Regions from separate parts of the Triticum aestivum genome. Here region 1 is linked to region 2. A link is a contact called in public Hi-C data. All regions are on one chromosome and are shown on one strand. The core of a region is the stretch at or near the end of the contact, and the rest is flanking DNA. Distances in the headings are between cores, read along the strand shown.

What was found. Hi-C and Micro-C count contacts between places; a contact is called where the count stands out from the background.
Region 1: a Hi-C map of leaf shows a contact between it and region 2, with 3 times the contacts expected there. The contact joins the promoter of LOC123093836 here to the promoter of LOC123093832 in region 2. A contact is called at or near these places in 2 of 5 Hi-C or Micro-C datasets (both in leaf).

The regions. Positions count from the first base shown.
Region 1 is chr4B:646,061,897-646,069,429 of IWGSC CS RefSeq v2.1, reverse strand. It overlaps LOC123093836 (COP9 signalosome complex subunit 1), which reads right to left and starts at 4,621. Exons shown (of 6, transcript XM_044515890.1): 1 at 4,112-4,621; 2 at 2,033-2,353; 3 at 1,325-1,441; 4 at 1,144-1,229; 5 at 105-339; 6 at 1-11. The coding sequence starts at 4,504. It overlaps LOC123093838 (a long non-coding RNA gene), which reads left to right and starts at 4,759. Exons shown (of 2, transcript XR_006445614.1): 1 at 4,759-5,091; 2 at 6,710-7,082.
Region 2 is chr4B:645,758,451-645,765,539 of IWGSC CS RefSeq v2.1, reverse strand. LOC123093832 (26S proteasome non-ATPase regulatory subunit 11 homolog) reads left to right here and starts at 5,282. Exons shown (of 2, transcript XM_044515885.1): 1 at 5,282-5,490; 2 at 6,391-7,089. The coding sequence starts at 6,405.

The DNA.
Region 1 (7,533 bases), core at 3,372-5,871, 300 kb before region 2:
TCGATCCGGGCCTACAAAAGGTAACCAAGAAGCAGGTCAGAATAATAATAGGAGAATTATTATACAGGTATATGCAACAAGATGAGAAATCTTTTTAAGGGTACCTGTATTTTGTTCTCGGTGATCAGTGCAGCCAGCTCTTTCTCCAGCATGGACACTGAGCTCTTGAAGGCACTAGCCATTGTGTTGAGATCCACAGATATGAACGGAAGCGTGTACTGTATGATAGCCTTGTGGCGGATATCATTGTACAGAGTCCCAAGATGCTCACGGAGATGGATATCCAGAAGGAGATTCGGCTTTAGCTTCTCAAGATGCTCCAAGCATGATCCATAGCGACTAGTTTGGACATTTTCATGGTTAGCATATTTATTTGACACAAATCGGTTGGAAAAAAACTACAACCTAATCTAGCAGTGACACAAACAAATGACTTGGAGCCCAACTTTGGAACCAAAAAAATGTTGTACAGGTAATCAAGCTTTCGTGGTATCTGAAACTGTAAAAACCCAAAGGGCACATTAATTGACACCATATTGTAGAAAATAAGGTGTAAAATTATAGGAAACTATTATTATCGCTAATGCATCTAAGAGTCATATCTGAACACACAAGCTAAAACCCTCATTGCCAAGAAAGGGCTGTCTATATGATATATATCTATGCTGAGACACAGTAAGTAACTGATGTGGCGTACAAAAGAATGAGAGTAATAGAATGATACCCCCTACCCCTAGGGATTGAAACCAATTGCCAGACACCTTTTCCTTCTAGAAAACTAACTACTCTGTTTTTCTTTATAGCAATTACTGTATTTGAGTTAGACACAGTAAGAGGAGAACAAAAAGAAAAGGTTGAATACATCATTTTAATTATGCCAGCGCCAATACTTATGAAATTATTATGAATTGTGAGTGCAAGTTCTACTGCTTGACACAGGGTTTCCAGTATATTGAAAAAAGAACAAAAGCATATACGTTGTATTATATGTGAGCTCTGATGATATAGTAAAAAAACAAACAGTTGCAAAATCTTCGACATATCCTATCAGAGTAGCAAGTGTAAAAACAACCACCACCCTGAAAAGGTGGTCAAGAACGATAAAATACTGGAGTACTAAAAGCTGTCCCAATAGAAGCATACCTTGCATAAAAATCATTGACCAGCTCCCTTACTTCAGGCACTAGCTCAAGAAAGTTACGGAAGTTTATGTTGTCAATAACTTTGCTCTGGCAAAATAAACAAACAAGCATGTTTCAGTGTAACCGAAACCGACCAACCATACAAAAGGCACACAACAAAAGAAGAAGAACAAGAGGTAAACCTTAAGTTCTGAACGATCGAAAGAAGCAAGTGCACAAAGGGCACCATAAACAGCCACATCTTGCGGAGCTATGACTTCAGAATAGTTGCTTCCTAGTTCAGGTCCTGTCTCAAGAAACTTCAGGGAAAGGGGAAATATCAGCAGGAATACTTTATACTAGGAAAAAATACAAGACATTGCCTATTTTACTACTTTTTTTTTGGACAACATACTATCTATAAATGGGAGGCAAGTCCCAATGTGCCTGACCTACTAGCTGTAGGAAACAACCTCCATACATAGTTACGCTAACCAGTTGTAACAAAGAGAGTAAACAAAATTCGTTTAAACTACAGTACAGTACTGATAGCTGTCAGAAAAAAAATTCGGTGTGCTGTCTAATCCACAAATGACTACTGATACTTGTCAATTTATTTACAATGTACGATGATACACTAATAGTAACTTCACAGAATATTAAAGGAACAAACAAATCACTTAATCTGTTCAAGACTTTTCACTGATATCTTGAAACAAGTAGGGGTTTAACAAGAGTACACTACTGGCCCTCGAAAGAGGTACTGCAAGAACAGAACTAGCAAGATAGGAATACCAAACATGAAGTTTCAATCATATATCATCTCTGTAATATCAACTTCAAAGTTTACAGGCGCAAAGAAAGCTCAGCTCAAGGAAAAAAACAAGAAACAGAACAGGTGGAGGACAAACCTTGCGGGCAGCAAGTTTGTATTTCTTTGTCTCCAAGTTGGCCAATCCTGCAGCTGCTCGCAACTTGGCAACAATGACAGCATCCAACGTGTCTGGGGTTTGCTCTGCTTTGCTGACATAGTTGGTAACATGTGCAAACTGTCCCAACTCAATGCTAACCAGAATCACATGCATACACATTTGAACTATATGCTTGGAAGTGGTGCAATAGTCCCGTGTCCGGATATAGCTTTTGAAGGCTTCCGAAAGGTGACCATGAGCATAGAAGAAGTCACCAATGTCGTTATAACCCATTCTGATGCTCTCTTTGATCAGGTTAGTCTGCATTTAAAGAAGCAACATAAATGCAGAGTCACTTGTTTGATACATATATGACGTCACCATTCAACTCGCCAAGGCCACAAACAAATATACTAAACCAGAATTCAAATGCCAAAGAACAAAGAATACGACAACAGATCTAATAAACACTTCCACATATTTTATAGATTTTCAACATATATTATGCAATGTTATAGAGGTGGAAGTGGGTTGTGTAGATGAGAATGTAACATAACATTGTAGCAGGTGTCTTCCCCACTCTCTTCTTTAACATATGATACGCACACCTGTGCGTATCGGAAAAAACCCCGTATATTATGCCTATATTCAACACTACATGCCTTCCTAAACTGTTGTAATAGGCCCATGCATAGAGATTGCATGATTAACAGAAAAATTAATCATAACTCTTTTAGGTTTGTTATTATTGACTCACTATAACAGATGCAGTAATTGTGGACCCTAGACAGCATCTATCACATACCTAGAGCTCACATTGTGCTAGACGATAAACACTGCCCACACCCCATCCTTAAACCAGCAGGCCAATTCATTTATCTAACTACCTTTTGCCAATTTTACTGCTTGTTTAGCTAACTTATCCCAATTCCGTAGCTATTTTTCAGTAATAAAATATAAAATAAGTCCAACACAAGAAAATTCGGCAACTGCAAACCGGGCCTTAAACTCAGGCTCAAAGGAAGCTCTGGCAGCACAAACTCAGGCTCAAAGAAATTTCAAGTGTGCTCACAATCATATGTTCTAAACCATTTGACTGTTCCTATAATGCATAAAAGCATATTAGGTAAATTTCACATTTGAATCACAGAACCACATTTCTATCATGGACCCTAGCAGCATATATAGAGGCAACAAAGCGTGGGAAGGCATGCCACAAAAACAAAGAGGCAAGAAAATACAGAATAATGGCTGAAAATCAGATAATGGCTTGTGTGTCTGTCTTCGACAAACTGCAAATAAATTAGATAATGGCTTGTACATGTGTGAGCCAAGTCTAGCACCAACCAAAGTCTGGGTTCATATGTAATAATGAACAAACTAATCACAGAGGCAAAAAAGAATAATGGCTGAACATACTGGGAAACAGTTCCCTTAGGCCAATATTGGCATGAAATATCTTGTTTTTACCTTGATTCTGCTAATATTAGGAACAATGGCTAAATCAGCTAATGGCTCTATTTACTTCCAGTGATTGTTTCCATGTAAAGAGTTTAATTGTGCACGATGATCTTTTCCTACAACATCACCTAACGGCAAAAGGATTGCATTCAGAGAAATCGTGCATGACTGTCATCCCAAATAACTAGATAACACCTATAGTTCAGCACCGCACCCTGATCAAACAATTACCAACATCAGCGTAAGCAATGTGCACGGTAACGACAATTTACTATCTTATCATCACAGCATAGAAAATTATGCTCATGCAAGGAACACTAGGCTTGCACATAGTAAGGGAACACAGCATAGGCTAATATTATAAATTAGAGACTACTACTCGCACCACGCAAATCAGAGTCATCCACACTCCACAGAGTAGGCATTACATCAAACCAAGCCGTCTATGATAATGATGATTAACCAGACAGATCAGCAAGGAATACCAACACGGTAGGCCCAATTCCTCGACGGATCAACGCAACCACCACATCCTAGGCAGAAACTAATGGGAACGATGCAGTAAATTCAGAGACGCGGTCAGAACAGGGGGTCAATGAAGGGGCAGGGTTTTCTCACCCTGTAGCCGTTGAGTTCGGTCTCGAGCTTCTCCTTGCGCTGCTCGGCGCGGCGGTTGACGGAGTCGACCCAGGCCTGGTCGTGGCGGTAGCGCGGGCCGAGGCGGCCGTTGATCTTGAGGACGGCGTCGAGGTAGAGCACGGTGTCCTCGCGCGCCCTGGCCTCGTCGTGCGCCATCCGCAGCGCCTCGAGCTGGATCGCCTCCACCCCGCACCGCTCCGCGATGAAGAGGAGCCGCGCCACGCGGGTCCGGCCCGAGTACTGCGCCGCGTACGCCTCCACGTCGAGCTGGTCGGCGGAGACCGGCGGCGCCGCGGCGGCCTGCTCCCCGCCGCCCAGCCCGTTCGTCACCGCCGCGGCCGCCGCCGCCGAGACCTCGCAGTCCACGTCCATGCTGCTGCCGGGGATCGGCGCTGGGGTTCGCCGCAAAACCCTAGAGAGAGACGGGGGAGGCGGAAGCTTCGGGAGAGGCGAGATGCCGAGGAGGGGAAAAGACGGAGGGCCTGGGTTGGAAATAGCACGGGTGGTGCGGGCAGATATGTAAAGTTACGTTGGGCCGGGTATGGGTCACGTGCGTTGGCCCAATAATTCTTATGGGCTAACAGGCCGAAATAACCTCTTATACAATATGGTGGGCTGGCTGGTGGCGTGCTGTGCTCTACACTTTTTAGGTCCAAGGTCCCGGCGAGCGAGGAGGTCTCGAGCGGCGGCGGCGGAGATGAGGGCGGTGAGCGGCGCGGTGGTCTCGTCGAAGCCGGTGGGCTTACGCAAGGCCGCGCGCGTGTTCAGCCGCTTCGCGGCCAGAGACGCGTCGGCGCTGCCCGCCGGCGCGGGCGCGCTGGTCCTCTGCGCGGCCGAGGCCGCCGCCGAGCTCCACGCCTTCCGCTGCGCCCGCGTGGGTCCCGACGGCGAGGCTGAGGCGGAGGTGGCGCCGGGTGGCCAGGAGCGGCGCAAGAAGAGGAGGAAGACGGGGCGCGAAGGTGTGTCACTAGAGTAGGCTCTTTTAAAAAAAAATCCATGTGTTACTGTGGTATCGATTAGTCTGTTGTTCTTGATGCTGTTAAATCCATTTGTTACTGTGGTAGCGACTAGTAATAATTTGTCTGCTGTTCTTCACCGTGTATCATTTGGGACGAGCTGCGTTGTATATCCTGCTGCTGGGGCTACATTTCACTCCCTCCGTCTCATAATATAAGAACGTTTTTCACGCTAGTGTTTCAGTGCAATCGCTGAACTGAAAAGACGTCTGAGCTTGTGTGCTCTGCTCTTCAGCCCATGACTGAATCCCCTGCTGCCCTTGAACTGTTTTTTTTATAAGAGAAACTTGAACTGTTTTATTAGTTGGATGTTTAGCTTTTCAGTTTTCCTTTTGAGCCACAACCCAACTCCGTAGTAAGGTTCCGTTGTCTGTCTGTCAGTGGAGCCTCGCTGATTTTCCAAAAGGAACAAAACTGTCGCTGTTGATTTGGTTCTGAGGTCTGAACTCGTGTGCGTTGGAACTTCAGCGTCTGATTTCTCTTTCGGACGGATACTTGTGTTGTTTTAGCACCTTTCAGCTTTAGCTAGAACATTACTCCAGCTGCTGGATCGGATCCCATTGGCTCAGACATCACTTATTGCCGACTCGCCGGCACCTCTGCTTCACCTGGCCATGACCGGCAAGAAGATCCCAACGCAAACACGCAATCACATCTCATCCAGTCAGGAGTCAGCCGTCACGTTCCACGAAGATTACCGAAGTCAGACACACAATCCACTAAGTCCAGACAAATTTGGTGCAATCCGCTTCAGTCCAGCTTCAGTCTGCGCTGTCCATCTCTTAGATCCCTTGAGAAAGATATAGAGTATGTAGGTAACACTTTTCAACTGAGCTAGAACAGTAATACCATTAAATCTGACAGATTGCCATGAAAGATTGCCAAAGTTAACCACTTATTCAGATTCAAGTGATCAACAGGAGCCTCATCACTGGATAGAAACAAAACCACATAAACATAGTATTAGGCGTTAAAACTTGAATGTTTGTGGACAAAAGAATAACTATATTGTCTTGGAATTCTATACAGTGATGGAATGCAAGATGACAATAGACCTTTTTTTTCTCAAATACCTGCAAAAATAAAATCTACCTCTTCCTATAATATAAGATTTAATACAAGTTGACAAATCGTAATATATTTGCCTTTGCTGAAGATCCGGCTGAAGCTGGAACAAAGACAGAAGCTAAACTATCCTAACCAGACTCTATATAGAACTGGGATGCAGGTCCGGTTAGCAATCTCATACCATGAAATTGATATATGCAATCATAAAAACAGACTCCCTCTGGAAAAGGATTTTGAGGCCAAAATACTATGGACCAGCACCAAAGTACAGACAACATTCGAGCATCTGGAGTGGGTGACATGGATCACATCACCGGCGTCAGGATTCTACTTGAGGAACTCCAAGCATTTCTCCAGCCATGCTTGATCTGCATTTCTAGTTGTTAACAATAATACTTTAGAGTTAAGATAACTAGGATCTGGATCTCTTGATTAGAACACCCATCAAGCAGAATAGTGGTTACTAACCGTGATTATCTTGATCCATTAACAGGATAGCCCCTGGCTCCACCTTAGCATCTCCAGCAGTGAGAAGATCGTCGGGAGGAAGGGCATCAGCAGGCGATGTAGCAGACACGAAGGATGCCGCCGGCACGGACCTGGAGGTGGCCGGCGGTGGAGGTGGTCTTCTGATCCCCTTAAGCACCCTTTCAGGATCGGCTGTTAGGAGTAACCGGGTGCTAACCCGTACGTGTGTTACCCCCAAGGGGTACGACCTCCTCATTTTGTAAGTGGTGCGAAGGGGACAGGGACCAAAACCAAAAGTTGGGTCAATGCCCCCGATCAGGGCATGTACTGGGGATGCAAATCCTCCCCTTCTTTGTCTCAGTTTGTTATAACCGTAGATCAATTCCAACATTCTCCCCCTTGATCGTATGGTTAATAAACGTCATAAGCCCACACTCGATAGAAATAACACACCAAAATAAAGTGTTGCAATGACCAATGAGATGCCACTGAACCTCTTTACCTATAGTACATCACTCTATCTCGAAATGGAAAACATAATACCTTTTGGGAGTTGGTTTATAAGATGGTCCTAATTTCCAGGATCAAAAAGCTTTCCTAACCCATGCCGGCAACATAATCATGAGTATGGGTGGTGAGCCTCTTTGGTAAACGGATCCGTAATACATACAAATCATTTTTATATGCTTAACATCATTAGCTTGATCTTGGATTCTATCTTTCACAACATGATACATATTGTCAATGGTTTTGGCAACACCATTTGACTTGTTGTTACTCGCATAGAAAACTGCGTGTTCATAATGCAGTAGGTGGTTTTTATAAATGTTGTCTACCACCTTAATTTCG
Region 2 (7,089 bases), core at 4,033-6,532:
ACGGTCGTCTTCTCCTGTTCCCCGAGCCGCGTCGCTACAGAGACGGGCTCCCGCCCGACCACCTCGCTGGCATCGAAGGGGAATGGATAAGGGTGACGCCCTGCCTTCCCTACCCCATGGCCTCACTCCTCCTTGACGCCCCCTCCCAAATCCACTTCTCCTCCTCGCTCGCTCGATCCCGTCGATCTGGAGGAAGTCAGACGCCACGGCCACCATGACCGACCCCGTCCACATGGCCACTGCCCTCCCTGCGGGCTAGGAGCTTGTCGAGGAGCTCCGAATGCCTTCGCTACTTCGTCTGCGCCAACGAGATCAAGTCCAGCACCCCCGCATCGATGTCGCTGCCGTCTTCCTCAACCTTGGGCCACCGCGACATTGCCGTTCGATCCGCGCCGCCCCGAGCTCCCATGTCTTCGCCTAGGGCGCCATTGACACCGCCATGATCTCCTCTTGCCTTTCCCTTGTCTCCCCTCTCGTTTGCTCTCGTTAGGTATTTCGCCGTGGCCGAGAACCGCCGTCCGCCATGGCCATTGCAGGGGTAGCCACCGAGCTCCTCGGATTGACCCCGTGGCACATGCCCGCTCCTATGCACGCCCATGCCCGAGCCTGCCGCTCTTCTTCCGCGCCCGCGGGGCCACTCCCTCTCCATGCCCACGCCCGTGCTACACCGCGTCGGTCGCGCCCGCCGCTGCCGTCGCGCTCGCCGCAGCCACCGCACCACTGTGCCCCGCGCGACACACACCCTGGTCGCGCGCCACACTCTCGCTGGCTGCGCTCGCCCCGTCTGCTGCCCCCTGCCTCGCGCCGCCTCCAGTCATGGCCATCTTCTGCCGGCCGCCCCCTCAGCCTCGCCTACTGCGTGTTGCTTCCTGCTGCTATGCGCTGCTCTACCGCTGGTACGCTGCTGCACCATGCCCTCGACACCGCCGTGGACAAATGTGGCGGAGGGATTGTTAATGGAGTACGAGAAGGAGGTGGCGGAGAAGTTGTGGAGAGGCAGGAGGTCTGGGGCGGTGTCACCTGGCTGTGGTGGAGGTGTTTATCCGACAAGGAGCCGGAGTGGAAGGAGAGGTCACAATTGGAAAGAATCACAAAAAAAATCATAACCCGGAGATCTCAGTTCAAAAAAATGCTAATATCGATGGAAAACATAGAAAATGTTTGTTGTTATCAAGGAAAGGTAAAAATTTAGGAAAGTTAGGATTTTTGAACTGATTTCTATGCAAATGGGGTTTTATTGTTGGATAACGTGATATCAGTACCTGCCCGTTTGTGACGTGTCTGATTAGGAAAGTTTGCAAATGTTAAGAAACTATTTATTGGGAGGAAAGTTGTGACGTGTCTGTTATTTGTTTCCTAAAACAAATTTCACTAATAAGTTAGGAAAGTTAGATTAAAATGTATTATTTGTTTCCTAAAAATCTGTTATTTGTTTCCTAAGACAAATTGAACCAATAAAAGGAATCAATTGATTTGCATAATTTAAGGAAGTTAGATTAAAATGTATTATTTGTTTTCTGAAAATCTGTTATTTGTTTCCTAAGACAAATTGAACCAATAAAAGGAATCGATTGATTTAGATAAGTTAGGAAAGTTAGATTAAAATGTATTATTTGTTTCCTGAAAATCTGTTATTTGTTTCCTAAGACAAATTGAACCAATAAAAGAAATCGATTGATTTGCATAATTTAAGGAAGTTAGATTAAAATGTATTATTTGTTTCCTGAAAATCTGTTATTTGTTTCTAAGACAAATTGAACCAATAAAAGGAATCGATTGATTTGCATAAGTTAGGAAAGTTAGATTAAAATGTATTATTTGTTTCCTAAAAATCTGTTATTTGTTTCCTAAGACAAATTGAACCAATAAAAGGAATCGATTGATTTGCATAATTTAAGGAAGTTAGGTTAAAATGTATTATTTGTTTTCTGAAAATCTGTTATCTTCCCGGCCCAGAACGACGGAGATGCCACATGATAGTATGGCACCAACCCATCGTCTGTGCGCTGACGAGTGACGACAGAGACGACTGAGCCTGAAACTTAATCTGAGTACGAATAATCAACAGTGACGGCAACTGTTGCGGGCTTGCGGCGAGGTACCCTCACCTGGACAATGATCTTTGGTCGGAGCGCAGAGGTAAGTGGTGTTGTTGGCGACATGCAGGTCGTCCACTCGAGAGGCGGCGCTGGATATTAATGGAGATCGTGCAGGCAGACAACGAGGTGGGGTGGTTCATCTGTGCGGCCTGCTTCCGATCCAATCTGCGATATTCCCCCATGTGGATGCGACCCCATCACGTAGCCATACAAAACGATATAGGAACCATGATTAGATAAATATACAATGATCAATTGGACTGTATTAGAATTGGAGAGAGAATGAATATACAGGAAACATGCAGGTCGAGCAAGCCAGCCTTTCCTATGGTCGTCTTGTTCCTGCAGATGTTAAGCTAATACCGAATCCAATGTTTAAAACCAATCAATCCCTAGTCTCTTTCTCTGCCAGCGAAAGTTAATCTCTGGCGTCCTTCGTCCAAATTGAATTATATCAAACTGAGCAGGACCGACATAATTATGGGAAAGCCATATAAGAGAGATTAGTGGGAAGGAGAGGATTACGTCCCGGATTTTCAGAAGAAATGTGTGTTAGTGTTAATAGGAAGGAGGGGATAGTGTCCTGATTTTTTTACTGGGGAGATGTGCATTAAAGGAAAGATAGATTGTGTCCTGATTTCCTGCATGAAAAAAGAAAACCGGAAACTTGGAGAAGATCGAGGGGTGGGGCTGGCTAGGGGGTGGAGGTGGGACGAAAAAAACCGGACAAAAATAAACTGTAGAGATTAGCCCATGATCATTAGGAGTAGAGATTAGCTCTTTCACCTTGTCAGACAGTCCCTTCAATCCAAGAATATACAACATCTAGAAGAAATAAAACCAATGACATAATTAGTAAACAATTTCAGCGACAAAAGGATAAACAAATTGGATTTTTAAAACAAAACCTGCACCTGCACAAGTATATGTTATATTAACAAAAGTGCAGATCCCGTCCCACTCTTCTTCCGAATAGCAATCTTGGTGAGTGATCTCGACCGGGTTCGATCGGCATGGCGTGTCGTTCCTCCAGGAGTGGGTGCTGAGAGGAAGGATGGCAAACCTCCATTGTCAATCGGCCGGAGCTGCATCGTCATTTGGATCAGAGCATGGACGAAATCGAGATGGTAGAGGTTGAGGAATTTGTAGGACGTGAGGGTTTAGGGTGGGCATCACGAGAACTCACCCATATCTTGGGAGACGGCAGACCCGAGGTGCAGTCGCGTTCGTGCTTCAGGGGCTGCCACGTGCTGTCCTCGCCGCCATCGCCTGTCGATGCCACTTCAGCGCCACGAGCATGGGACTGAGGGACGAAGGGAAGGAAGCGAGCTAATGACGTACCTATGTTTGGTATGTAATACCCTCCATTAAGAGTAGATATTTTCTTAAAATCGGTTATTTTGTTTCCTAATTAATGTGATTGAGCAATTTAAGGTAAGGTTAATTAATTTAGATTTGGTATTTAGAGATTGATCGTGATTGACTCTTTCACATAAAGACATTACTAAAAATAACTTGCACCAGCATGGAAAGTTATGATCCGTTAAGATTTTTTTCGTTGTGTGAGAGGGTGACGCGATACTAAACCGGTGGGGTGGGGGAGGGACGAAAAAAACCAGCGAAATAAAACGGTTGAAAGTGGTGGGACGAAAATAAACCGTACAAGGCTACCAACTGCTCCATTAGGAGTAGAGATAACGACGGGAGTTTGGGCGTGTGCGGGACTCGATCGCGGGGTTTTTCTTGGTTTTTCACGGCTGAGGGGGAGGTGGGAGGAAGTACCAAAGAAGTACCAAAAAAGACCGGATGAGGTGGGACGAAAATAAAACCCGAGACGCGACCTACCAACTGAGACATTAGGAGTAGAGATTAATTCTTTTATGATGTGGCCAACTCTCATCTAAAAGAGAATTAACTAAGTCTCATTTGCCTCGTGCACTACTTGATTTCACGTGAAGATTCGTGTGCATTTTTTTATTTGATTAACTGAATGTATATGAGACTTTCCTAATTCTCATCTAGCATGAATTACAAAATCTTTTTATAGAACTTCCCAGTGCTTTCGCATAGAAAAAAAACTAAAGAAAGATTACACAAATGTCTCTTCACGCCTACATAAGCTAATCACAGAGTCTGAAGGCTCTAGTTTGGTTTGATTTAAGATCTTTGCTTCGATACAAATTAAAGGTGAAGATTAAAAGTTAGCCCTTGAATCAAAAAGGGTAACATAATCTTTTACATACAAAATCAATCTTAAAGTAACTTTAAGATTCATGTAAACTTTTAAGGGCATTGCTATGCATCCGCCGGCCAATGTTTACATATTATCCGCCGCCTCGGTGGTCGTTAGATCCCCGAGCTGATAGCCGTCCGATGTAGTGCCCGCACCCTACATGCTCACTCGTTACTTCCCGCAACAAACGCTCTATTGCAGAAACAAGATTGCATGCCCACTCATTACCTTCGCAACAAACACTATGTTGCAGAAACAAGACCGTATGCCCACTCGTTACTTTTCGCAACAAAAGCGTTGTCGCCGAAACAAGACCGCATGCCCACTCGTTACTTCCTGCAACAAACGCTCTGTTGCAGAAACAAGACCGCATGCCTACTCGTTACTTCCCGCAACAAATGCTCTATTGCAGAAACAAGAGAAATAGCAGGGAGCACCACCATCGCCACATCGGCCAGAAAATGGGAGAAGGGATCTATGAACCATACCTGTTTCAGTCGTCGTCGGCCACCACCGATCCCGAGCCAGTCGTCGATGCCAGCGCGTCGGATAAGCCCCGGCCACCCAACGCCTTGCGCCGCCGCGTCCGCGGCCCTCCCAAATCCAGCCGCTCACACTCCCAGCCACACGAGCCCACGCTCCTGCGAGATGACCCCCCCCCCCCCGCCCTTCTATTATCCAATTACAGGAATGGCTGTCCTCAAACAAGAAGTAAGTTGCAGGGAACAGACACACCTCTAGCGAACGTGGGAGTGCTCTCGACCATCTGATAAAACATAGATCACGGAGCCGGCAGACAGGCGCGCGCAATCGGCCGGTAGAAGGTAAGCTTTTCCCAACTTTTAAGGGGTGTACGAGAGACAAACTGTTAATTTAGAACCTTGCAATTTATATTATATGTGGCCTCGATTCATATTCAAAATCCATCTATACGAAGTTCCAAAAATAGAAATAAAATCCATCTACACGGAAGGTTCTCTCCGCCGCCGCCGAACCTTTCTTTCTTTCTCTTCTTCCTCTCCCGACTTTTCCCGACTCCTTCGGTTCCTCACCGGCCACCTCCACCCCTCAGGTCTGAACCCTCTCGCGCCGCCGCCGTCGCCGCCGTCGCTGTCGCCGTCCCGTTCTCCATCTCGTCGCGCCTCCGCCTACCTTCAGGTACGAGCCCGCTGCCATCCCCGCTGGCGCCTCCCCGATTTTCGGATGCGCGCAGCCTTCTAGATCCGCCGCTTGGTGCGGTGCCAACGGCAACTGGATCTGCCGACGTTGTTACTCCGCGAAAACCCGCTGCTGGATCGACCTTGCGTGTTCTGGAAGTCTGACGAGTTTGTTAGCGTAGAGAGAAACTGGATCTTGCTGAGGGCAGCACGGTTCTCCCATGCCTTGTGTCTGTTTATCCCTGGTTAGGGTTCAGGGGTTCTGGTTATCGCAATTAGGCTTCAGGAGCTCTTGTTGCGGCCTAGCTTGGTGAAGGGCAATTGTCAATTCTACTGCCGATTTGTTAGAGATGCTGGTGTAGCACAGGGTTTCACCGATTTAATTAGTTCATGCTCCGACGAACACGTCTACCTGAATTGGACACCATATCTAGTATTTTGATTTATGCCAACTTAGCACCCCGGATGATTCCTTGTACAGTATGGTGCTGGGACGCTGTTGAGACGCACGTGTAGCGCTCTAGGGGTTGTCCTGTAAGTCTGTAAGTCTGAATAACGGTGCTTATATCATCGACGATGACTCGAAACACTAGTATCCACTTTGTACTGAAGATTTTTGTACGGTGTGTGTGTTTCCTGACCTGTCATGGTATATGTGGGTTCATTTGCCATGATCAACTACTCCAGATAGTGTTAGAACTTAGAACTAACTTGGTTAGTGTCGCTAAAGTAAACGGCATCTGTAGTGGTTGGGGGTTTAATGCACACCCTTGTGTTCTTCATCTGTTAATTGGAGGCGCCGTGGAGAAAATTCATAAGTTCACTTAGCATTTTGTATTGGAGTGTGTTACTATGTTATTCTTTAACACTTCGTAACTTGGCATTTGTTTCTTGTTCGCAGTTTAGGGTGGGATCATGTCTTCTGCAATGGAGTCATCGTACCTTCCTGCCACTACTGAGTCAATTGAAAAAGCTCAGGAGGCTAAGGATGCTTCAGAGTCAATTTCAATCCTTTACCGTCTGATCCAAGACCCGTCTTCATCTGCAGATGCACTGAGAACAAAAGAGCTTGCGATTACCAACCTTACAAACTACCTCACTAAAGAGAACCGTGCCGAGGATCTGCGAAATCTCTTGACCCAGCTGAGGCCGTTTTTCTCACTGATTCCCAAGGCCAAGACTGCAAAAATTGTCCGTGGAATCATTGATGCTGTCGCCAAGATTCCTGGAACATCTGATCTTCAGATCTCGCTCTGCAAGGAGATGGTGGAATGGACGCGTGCAGAGAAACGTACATTCCTCAGGCAGCGTGTGGAGGCAAGGTTAGCGGCCCTTCTTCTGGAGAATCAAGAGTACACTGAAGCCCTGACCCTCCTTACTGGACTTATCAAGGAAGTCAGGAGACTTGATGACAAGTTGCTCCTTGTGGACATTGACCTTTTGGAAAGCAAACTCCACTTCTCTCTGAGAAATCTGCCTAAGGCCAAAGCTTCACTGACCGCCGCAAGAACAGCGGCGAATGCCATTTATGTTCCACCAGCTCAGCAGGGCACTATTGATCTGCAGAGTGGAATCCTTCATGCGGAAGAGAAGGACTACA